2 separate regions of the Anas platyrhynchos genome follow, and region 2 is linked to region 1. The links are chromatin contacts, called in public Hi-C maps. All regions are on one chromosome and are shown on one strand. The core of a region is the stretch at or near the end of the contact, and the rest is flanking DNA. Distances in the headings are between cores, read along the strand shown.

The links. Hi-C and Micro-C count contacts between places; a contact is called where the count stands out from the background.
Region 2: a Hi-C map of subcutaneous adipose tissue shows a contact between it and region 1, with 2.2 times the contacts expected there. The contact joins the enhancer-like site here to the promoter of F3 in region 1. A contact is called at or near these places in 4 of 8 Hi-C or Micro-C datasets (F1 follicle, liver, skeletal muscle and 1 more).

Annotation. Positions count from the first base shown.
Region 1 is chr8:8,919,698-8,925,157 of IASCAAS_PekinDuck_T2T, reverse strand. It overlaps F3 (coagulation factor III, tissue factor), which reads left to right and starts at 2,139. Exons shown (of 6, transcript XM_027462350.3): 1 at 2,139-2,296; 2 at 2,992-3,106; 3 at 5,275-5,459. The coding sequence starts at 2,227.
Region 2 is chr8:8,971,419-8,976,878 of IASCAAS_PekinDuck_T2T, reverse strand. All of the region lies in intron 1 of SLC44A3 (solute carrier family 44 member 3), which reads right to left. Among named protein-coding and RNA genes, the nearest start is that of SLC44A3, 46 kb to the right of the region's middle. Within about 2 kb of position 2,813, at least 2 of the 8 cell types and tissues checked have an H3K27ac peak or open chromatin away from gene starts, as enhancers often do. A contact at or near this core is called in subcutaneous adipose tissue, where this site is marked.

The DNA.
Region 1 (5,460 bases), core at 890-3,389:
ATAATCAATATGTGGTTTGTTTCCATGGTATACATATCAAATAATGAAAATCTGTAGTCTGCCCCTAATCCAACAAATTTTCCCAATGGTAAATAACCTTGATTCCACTAAGCTCATCAGAGGGATGCACAGAGGCTAAGGTCATCTCCTTAGCCTAAGGCGTGCAGCCAAGCTTGTGCTCTTGCATGTTTCCCACACTTTCAGTAAAGTCAAGATCGTGGGCTCTAACAACAGAAATCTCCCGTTTATTTCAATATTTAAGTGGATTGATCTGATTTGCTTTATATGCCCGTACTAGGAAAATATGGACTTCACCTTACGAGAGAAATTTTTCTCTGCTGACTCTAAAATGAGCAGAGGATGACTAAATCAGCTATAGACATATACACACTAGATGCTTACGTTTTGGCATTCCACTATGGAAGCCAAATTCTAAATTTTTAGAGAAATTGCTGGATGTCTAAGTCAGCATAATGCTTGCCTGCACGCAGCAGCACATCTTTAAAATAAGGGGAATTTTTCTGTCTTAAACAGGCTGTTGAAATACCATTAAAGCGGACAGGAAATGTGACCCAGGGTGTCACCGCTAAGTCACCAGCTGCTGAGCAGGCTCCCAGCTCAGAGGCATCACCCCTTGTCAGGCAGCGCGGGGCTCCCCTCACCTCCCACGGCTCGGTGCCTGGAGCTGGGCAGCACAGTGATTCTTATCCTTTGGTCAAATCTGCACCGAGACTTGATGGAAGAGGAGGAAGAAAGCAGAGGTGGCAGCAGCGGCTTTCCTCGCCTCTGTGCTTCTCCCTTCTCTGTCATCCCCTTCCCCTGCTGACTTCATACAGCCACTGTCCCCGGAGCAAGCTGCCTTCGTCCCACAGCTATCAAATTTTCCCTCCAACTCCCTTCCCTTGCCACGCAAAGTTTCACTGCTTCCTCCAGCCTCACACGCAACCTCCCCTGCCAGATCCATGCAGGCCCTCCCATTCAGGCCCTGTTGCCCGGCGCCCTGCTGAACTGGCAGCCTGCTCCCCTCGTCCTGCAGCGCCCAATAGCCTCTAAAAGCCTCGCACTACTCAGCAGGGGATGGATACCTTGCCGGAATATGGCACAAGGTAACACTGGTCGAGGTGGTTATTCCGGACAGTCTGGAAGGTTCTTTGCCTATCTCACGTATGGGAGGTCACAACAGAGGAGATGGCAGTGAGGAGAGGATATTGAGGCCATCTCTGTAACACAGCTAACCCGCTTTCCATCTTTTGTGACTAAACTGCCAGGAAATTTAGCTGGAATTAGAGCTCAAAGGTGATTTACGGTTTTATATAAAATCTCTTTTCTTTAAGCAAATGAGTGTCACCTCTCTTTGTGAAGACCTTTGGAAATCAACTATGATTTAGTAAGATCACGATCTTGAAAATCTAGTCACACGAGATCAGGATGCTGCAGAGCTGAAGGCATGCACGCCTGCGGGCTGACGCCACGCTGGCATACAGCCGCACGGAGACCGCGCTGAAATTTGGTAACAGAAACCAAGGGAGAGTCAGGTGTACAGCCGAATTTTCATGAAGGTATGCTGATAAATAAAAAAAAACCTGGCTTTAGGCACACCTTGAGACACGCCATATGATGGAGGCTGTGAAGTTTATGTATTTTGATCCATACGTGTTTTACGTGATGGGACGCAACCACTTGCTCGTATCTAAGTGTGCACCAAGCATGAAAGACAAATAAACGCGAAGCTTCCCCATTAGCCTTCCCCTACCCACGCTTTCCAAGCGTAACCGCAGCTCCCTCTAGGGCCTTCCAACAGAGCCTGTAGGGGAAGGGTCAACAGGTCCCCGGTTTGTGAGGGAGGGAGAGACCCCGAAACTTCGCCTGGCGCCTGTGCGGACAGGTGAGCCCCGAAAGGCTTCGCTCAGGCGTGCGGACAGGGAGAGCGAACCGCGGGGCAGTGCCACAGCGCGGCCCTCCGCTGCCCTCCGCTGCGGCGAGGCGAGGCGAGGGCTGGCCCCCGGCCCCGGCCTCCGCTACGTGACCCCGGCCCCAGCAGCGCCCGGCCCGGCAGCGGGGGCGCCGGGAAGCAAGGGGAGCAAGGGGCTCCCCGCTCCGCCTCCGCTGCCCCGCGCCCCGCCGCTGCCGTCCCCCTGCCCCCGGCCCCGCTGTCCCCGCCTCCCTCCCGCAGTTATAAGCCCGAGCCCGGCGCCGCTGGGCTCACCGCCGATCCGCCCCACGAAGATGCTGCGAGCCCACGCCGGATCCCGAGCTCTGCTGCTCGGCGCCCTGCTGTGGCGCCTGGCCGCCGCCGGTGGGTATCAGCGGGCGGGGGGCATCGGCGCGGCTCGGAGCCTCTGGCGGGGCGGCCAGGGGAGAGCGGCTCCGGCTGCGGAGCTCGGGGCGGCTTCGGGGCGGCTTCTGCTGAGGGGAGCCCTTTGGGGACCGGGGGGCGCTGGGGCGGGGGGCTCCCCGCGGCTCGGGGCCTCCGGGCCGCTGACCTCGGGAGGGCTTTGTCTGCCTTCCCCGAGGATAAGGGCTGGGCTTCTCCGAGTCAGGAAAGGATTTGGCTTCCCCAGGTAAAGCAGAGGGGGAGCGGGGCTCGTGCTTTCTGCAGATGATCCCGCCGGGGTGATTTTGAACTACGCTGTATTTGCTTGGTGCTTGGACTCCGCCACGAGCGTCCGAGATTTTGTAAGTTCTTGAGGGGTCTTGGATCAAAAAGTAAAGGCAGCCTGAGACAAGACTCCGAATAAGTTACCTCAGCAACCCTGGAGTTAGAGGAACCAGGAAAGAAAATAATTCTCTTCTCATATTTCTCACCTCTGTCAGGACACATTCCTTCGCGGAGACAAGCACGAGCCCAAAGGGCAGGACCGAGACTTTTTGCCCAAAATAACCTCTCTTACTAGCAATTAACAGCAACTGCCTCATTTAACAAGGCCGTGAATGCAGGGAGACAGGAATTAACTACAATGCAACTGATGATGCTCTTTTCTGGTTTTAAAGGTAACTCAGAACTACCAACAGCAGTTAATGTAACTTGGTCTTCAATCAACTTTAAAACTATACTACAGTGGCAACCAAAACCGTCAGGCTACTTCTATACAGTAGAAATACATGGGTAAGTAAATAACACCATGGCACGTACTTTAATGGCAACTGGAGAAGACGCAGACAGAGCGTTTGATTATTTCTGAGACTGAATGTAACAGGAAAAGAGCTCAGGCAAGGGGTCTAGGAAAACCGCCAACCCAGCTGTTAATACTCCTTTTATCCAACTATAACAATATCTGATTCAGGTTTCTGGTGTTGCCCACTTCGGAAATGATAAGTTGAGCTTTAGATCAGTATTTCAGTTCTGAGGTTTGATGTGGGCCAGCTGCCCTGGAGATGTAGGGCAGGATACTCAAAAGTTGACACTCAATGTGACATACCATGTATTAGAGAGAATTTCACCTTTTATGTCTTTCAAGGTGTCTGGACCAAGTCTTTGTTCTTCAGTCTTGGGAGGTGTCTGATAAATATGAGTCTGAATTTTATTCTAATCAGTGAATCACTATAAATGTGTAATTAATCTTGCTGGGTAATACTAAAAATCCCTTTTGTTTGTCTAGCTCTATGAAGACTTCCTCTGTCATCATGTTTTATAGAAGCTATAAAATACTGTGGACATAAAAAACAATCAGCTTATGTGAAGTGTCTAATACCTCTTTTAACACCGCACAAAAACTTCAGTGAAGTTCAGTAATAAATCTCTATGGTTCTTAGCTCCCATATTAATTCATAGACATAGAATTCATAGGGCATTAAACATGCCCTGAAGGGAAAACACATCATCAACTCTCCCACATATTAATGAAAATATGATACTGTAGTTTCTTCTGTGTATAAAAGTTGCCTAGAAATGAGAGCTCTCATGACTAATGGATGAAATACCAGTGCAGTGGTCTCATGTGCTCTTTTATTCTTTAATCTAAGGGAGCGATAAAAGGAATAGACTTTAAAGCACATACTTAGCAGAATGGCACAACCTACCTTAGCAGCGTGAAAGACATCAAAAGGACACAGAGCCTTACCTAGCACTGTGCACTTTGAAATGTTTTGTGAATCTGGAGCTTATTTCCAAACGTTTTTGCTTGTGAAATACTGAAGTCTGTTTGCCCAAGATTCAGTGTAGAATCAAGTGTAGTTCTGATACAGAGGCACTTCTTTAGACAAGGTGTTCCCATGGATGAAGTGCACTTAAATGCTTTCTTTCTCTTCCATGTACTCCTACGAAAGTACATTTGATTGATCACCAAGATCAAATCTATCCTGTCCTATTTCAAAGCAGGGATACTAAAACGAACAGATCTGTGGCATAAGAAATCTAGTGAAGTGGGAAGGGACTTCTGGCAACTCTTACATAAAGTTTGACCTACGTGGAGGAAAACTCATTTGTTAATTTCCAGTTATCATTCTTTCTCTTTCAGTTAAGTTTACACAATTTTTCTTTTCCTTAATTCACCAACAAAAACAAGGAAAAGAATTGAAGCAGTAATATCAAATCTGTTTTTCTTCTTCTTGTGAGGATGCAAAGTGAGCCATTAACACTTATTTTACCAGTTTATTCAGTATTTCTCAAGAAAATGGACCTAACCTCAGCCCTTTAAAAAACAAGAGAATTAATAGGTCATGTTTTTTGTCAATATTTTTTGTTTCTATTATGCAATTCTGCAATTAAAATTGCTGCTAGTGTCAGGTTCTCAGTGACATTTCTACCTGCATAGATGCAAACACAAGTGACATATGAGCAGACGTTGTAAACAATTAATTTACATGACAACTTCCTAGTACAACTAATGTTTCTTAAGGCAATAGTTTTCAGATGCATCAGTCACCAGGGAGAAATCTTTCTAACTGGTTTACACGTATTTTATTTTTTTTTCATAAGTCAACAGAAGAAAAAACAAAATCAGAACTGCTTATAGTTTCAGTTCAATTCATATAAGTTCATATTGTTAATTCATATGTGTATCCAATGACATCTTACTGTAATTACTATTGCTCATATTTTACTTACTTGATTCTACTTTGAGTTTGAAATACACCTGTACAGAACAGTGGTTCGGTTTGTTTTTTCTTCTATTTTTCAGCCTATATCTTAAAGGTTGTTCCACTGACTGAGGGAAACTATACAGTCTGAGGGGAAAAATGTTTTTAACATATAAATATGCTTGTAAATATATATATATAAAATAGCTTGTAAAAGCCTGCTTGGGAAGAGTTGACACTTCTTACTCTTTTCAGACAGACATCTGACACACAAAAAAAATGCATACTGACCACGGAAACAGAGTGTGATGTTACTGATGCACTCAGGAATGTGAAAGAGACCTACACAGCACATATATTGTCTGTACAATCTGCAGGGATGGATAACTTTGAAGAACCACCTTTTGCAAGCTCTGAAAAATTCACACCTTATAATCAGAG
Region 2 (5,460 bases), core at 1,564-4,063, 51 kb before region 1:
ACAGGGATGGAAACACCTTTGTCAGAATGTCACAAATACTCTGGGGATTGTGTATATTGATTCAGGAACTTTGATTTAGGGATGCTGTTATTTACCAATGCCATCCATTCTTCAATGGCTTTCTTTGTTTCTAATAAAATCCTTTTGTATTTTGTGTTAATGTTTTTATCCAATTACACCAAGTTTGGGAAAGAGAAAACATGAGATGTGGATAACAGAATAATTGGTAATAGAGGCTGACTCACCCCTATTCAGAGCCCTGTCAGATGAGGCTATGCTCATCAGGTGGGCTAATGTGTGCTAGCCCTTTTGTTACAGCCTGTTGTGTAGACATAAAATGGTTCTGGAACTGCCAGGCTGGAATCTTTAGAAGAGTTACAATTGACTGAAAATGGCTTTAATAAAATGTGAAGTGGAAAAATATCCTCAGTAAAGTCTAGTAAAAATAAACTTTGTGTGTATGCCTGTACTTCAGGTTGAAATCTGGGCTGGCAGAAACCAGCCTGTGATTCAGGGACGCAGGTCTGCAAGCCATCAGGTCATCTGCAAAATGACTGCAAAAGGACTGTTCCCCTGTCCCCCTCACACATGCACCATCTGGCTGGCAGTTGCGTGAGTGCTTCCTAGCAAACATAGGCTGTTCACAGCCGCCACTAGCCCCCAAATCCAAATACATTTATATCCTTTGTATGTTTCATTAATGTGCTTAGAACAGCTAAAATGTAGTGCTGTAAAGCAATAACATTGTGCTTACCTAGACAATAAGAATGTTACTGATTTATCTCCCCGTGGAAATACCAAATAATTGTGGAATCCATAATGGCATTTCCTCCATGCAACCTGATTAGACCCTATTAGAAAAGGCTGCAAATACCATTCTAGGCTCAATTCTCTGCTCATCCATGTGATGATGGAGCACAATACACAGATGGTTGTATTCCCTGCTGCAGGAGACCTTCAGAGACAGAGAAGGGACTCCAGAATATGTTCCAGAACTTCATTTTGCCTCTCTTGTCTGAAGCAGATTACTTATGCTCCATCTGCCCCAGGCCACAGTGCTTTTAAAATGTAGGGTCTGGTCCAAAGTCTGGTAACCTTGGACTCTAACTGAATGTATGCTTCACAAACTGCATAAAATGAATTTGCCCTGTTACTTGATCTGCTCTGAGGCTTTAAGAGGATGCCTACATGAGTAGGTGGGAGGAAACCCTGCTGTCTCAAAGAAACACATGTAATATGGTCCACGTCTGGTATCAATTATGTCATGGGAATCTCAGAAGCAAAAAAATTAACTGGTGAAATGGTCCCTTACTTCTTCACCAGAAACCCGGTACTTTTCTCTAAAGTTTAGCCAGGACCACTTTTGACTGAGGCAAGGGGGATCAGGCTTTCAGCACTTTCCCAGGGTATCTCTTTTATAGCAAATACACTGTTCTGTCATTCCCCTGCAGATTACTCATGGTCCCTAGAATTACCCTAGTAACATGTATTTTTTTCCTGTTTTTCTATTTACTGTTATGATACTGTTTCATTCCCAAAATTGTCAGTAATCATCTATCTCCCTCTGCTAGTTATTTGTTGAGTGATTTAGGAAATAGTGTAAGAATGTCTTAAGTGAATTGAGCTGTAAGACTGTAAATAATGCAGTAAGAAGCTATGCAGTGTCTTCTAGGTTTTTAAGCACAATAAAAATATTTACTTAACAACCATCCCCAATCTATATTCTTTAGGAAATAGCTTTCCCCAACAATCTTCAGTGTTTGTGGCTTGAAACTAAAACAAAACAAAGTAAAGCCAGAAAACTGAAAACATGAGATGTCATTAACTCTCCTTCATCTACACATACTAAGTCCAGCCTTGTTCAATTTAACACAAGTGTTTACTCCTTGGGAAAAATCATGCTGTCAGAAGTAACAACGTAATGAACGATGATGAGCAGTAAATACAAAATATTTATATTATTATGATATTCATAGAGCCTTCAATGTCTTAAAATTGATTGATTGCCTTAGGTAGCTTAATCCGACAGAGAAGATGTCTCAGAGGGAGGAGGTGGTGTGATGGAAAAGATGGAATAACAACCATCAGATGGAGCCCCTTTCAGTCATACACAGTAACGATCACAGTCATTATCTGCTTTGCCATTAGCAGAACGTTGTTCTCTGAACACATTACGGGAAGTGAGGATTGAGGAACTGGGTGAAAGCAATGTTAGCTTCTGAGAAGTTGTATTTATCCAGCAAGGGCCAAACTGACAGGAGACACAGGGTCTGGAGTGCTGGGGTGAGGCGTGGCGCCGGCACAGAGGTTCGGGGCCTGGGCTGAGAGAGGTGGCAGGACAGGCAGGGCAGCAACGAGGAGCTGCAGCCCCAGCGCTGCTCTGGAGGCTGAGAAGACATGGAGGAATAAGGCTTTGGGGCTGGGAGGAAGATGGGAAGCAGGTGTGGTGAGAAGGCAGCTATCAGGGCAGGGTTCCAGGGGCAAGGCAGGCATGAAGGAGGGACACCCGGGGCAAGGGAGGACCATGAGAATGAACCTAGAGCATAATGAGGAGGTGCAGCTCATGGCACCACTTCAGATGTGGGACAGGCACACAGTGTGGGCTTGGGGCTGAGGAGGGCCACCAGGATGGGCCAGGAAAACAGCGAGTCCCTGGCACAGCTTCAGAGAAGACAGCCCCCGGCAGCGCGTCTGATGTACGGGCATCTGCAGAGGCTCAGGTCTTGGGGGAGTGCTGCCAGGCCGGGCCCAGAGGATGCTAATGAGCTGGGCTGGGACAGGCACAGATGGGGACCTGGGTGTGGTGAGAAAATAGCAGCAGCACAGCTGAGCGGTTATGAAATGACAAAATGCCCAGACCTTGGCTGCGTGCCCTGGTAAAATAATAAAAAGGAAGGAGAAGGAAAGAAATCACATGGAGCAAGTGGCAACGTGCTCTGTCCCCAAATCCTTGCTGGAAAAACTTGGCAAAAAAATGGGTTGCTCTCGTAAGTCATCTGTGTCGAGACACAACAACATTTCTGAGGGGTCAAGAACTGGCATTGGTGTGTCATTGTCCAAGGCAATGGACCATAGCCTGACACTACGTTTTTCTTTGCGGCAAAGCTAATGAACAATTTACCATTCTCTCCTTCTCCAGATACTTGGCAGGAAAGAATCTTTACTGCCAGCTGCACCATGGGAGAAATCACATTTCTGGTTTCTAAATTATTATAAACTTCAGAAGTGAAATAGTTCACATTATTGTCTTGTTGTTATCATTGTTTTCCTTTTTTTTCTGAAAACTTTATTCGGTTTAAAAAAGAAATATGAATGATATACACCCTGCAGCCAGCTAAAACTGAACATCTGAATCTCCAGAGAACTGAAAAGGGTTGACTCATGTATAAGAAACTTGCTGAGTAATACTAACCCTTAAAAAAAAACCTGCTCTGACTGTTGCAGACTCTTTGCTATTCTTTCAGACCACATCCTCTAGAAACAGAAGGTCTTACTACTTCATGTTGTATAATGTCTGTGGCGGTTGTGCTTTCTATTAGCTTTATTGGTGCTTAATAAGAATACAACTCTTTTCCAGTAATTTTGCTTGTTGTGTCTCTATGTCTCTGTATGGTCATGCTAAATGCTGTGTCAGAAATTGCTATGAATAGAACTGCAACATTCCTTAGCATTGAGCAGTACTCTTACTTTAGAAAAGAGAAGTATAACATAAACCAAGCTTTTATTTTTTTTTTTTCCCCCCTGTGTGGTGCCACCTATGTACAGATATATTTATATATAAGTATGTATGTGACATACATGTTTATGTATGCATATAGAAATACTGCCACATACATGACGAAGTGTTGTATTTCTGAACGTTGCTGTTCAAACATTCTATCACCTAAATATAGCTTCTTAAACAGAAAAAACAGTATAACCAACCTGCATTACAGACAAGTTTTAGAGTTTAAGGCCTACTGGTAACAAGACTTTGCTGAAAGCTTACCATGTGTTAGTTCTGCGTTCCTTGTGGGACCAAAATTCCCATTAAAGTTGATAAAGCACAGTAAGCTGAAAATTTGGATCTTAAAATCTATTCACACAGGTTTGTGAATAAATATTGACATGACTAAGACTGTTGTCTTTGGGACATTAGAAAGGAGGGTTTATAGTTTGTTGACCTCAGAAATGGATCTTATTGTAACAATAAGAACCTGCACACTGAGATGATCTTCCAGATCTTACTTGTTTTGCTAGTTAAACATTTCCATGATTTCCAAAGGTGTCCAGAAACACACAGTGAAATGTGGAAGCCATGGTAGTATGTTATTGAGTACATAACCTCTAAACACCCTAGAAATGGCAGGTAGGTATATAAAAATATGAAGTTAATTCTCTAAAGTTTATCAGAAGCTACAATGAAGCTACAATGCCCTGCTGGAATATTAAACCACAACAAGGAGTTGGGGTATGTTCAGCTGTGACAATAAGAGAATACCCTTTTCTACAATAATAGATCACCTTTTATAGTTATATAGCCTTTAGCTACTGTCTCTTAAATGGATGGAATATATTTGTTTTGAGAGAAACTTCATCTAATCTCAACATCAACCTATACTTGTTGATTTCAATCCATTTGCCATAGACTTTTCTCCACTGACCCAAATGTTTTGCTGATTGTGCACATCACATTATGCCACTGTTTTTGATGCGTTTTACAGTCAGTCATTTTACCACTGTAAGAAAAGATCGTGGTTCTCACAACTACATTTCAGCAAAGCTAACATGCAAAGATACATACATTCATCAGTATAAACAGACGTACCATAGCTCTCAGCAGAACTGAAGATTTAACACCTGAGAGCTAAGAGCAGGTGGCTTTGGCCAAGACAGTTACCTCTGTGTGACCCAATTTTCCCATCTGAGAACGAAAGATGGTATCACCAAGACCTCCAGCTTCCTTTTATAGCATTCCTCAGATGGTTTGCTTTATCCAAAACACCTTGAAATGTAAGTACAATGCACTCCTTGTTAGTGAGTCTGGTAGTAGAAAAAGAATTGTCTGTCTCATACAGAATTGTCTTCTGTCTCATACTGCACACTATTATAATGAAAGAGTACTTTCATTAGTTTTAAAGGCATTTTACCATATCTTTGAAGTCTTTGAACCTACCAAGATTTGAAAATTATGATGGTGACTTTATGAGAAGTGATTATCTTCCCCAAAGCGTTTCTGATTGCTTATACCTGTGGTGGAAACAACCGAAGCACAATATTTCTCAGGGAATGACAGTGCTTTTGGTTTTGATGCTGATCAGAAGTCTTAAGCCTCTTGTTTAGAAGACTCTTTAATTCCCCTTTGTAGCATGTGAAAATTTGGTCTGAGTTGGTGCAACTAAAACAAAATTGTGATGAACAAGATTTTCACCTTTGGAAACTTGATTAAAATCCAGCTTGGATCAAACATGCAGGCAGTTT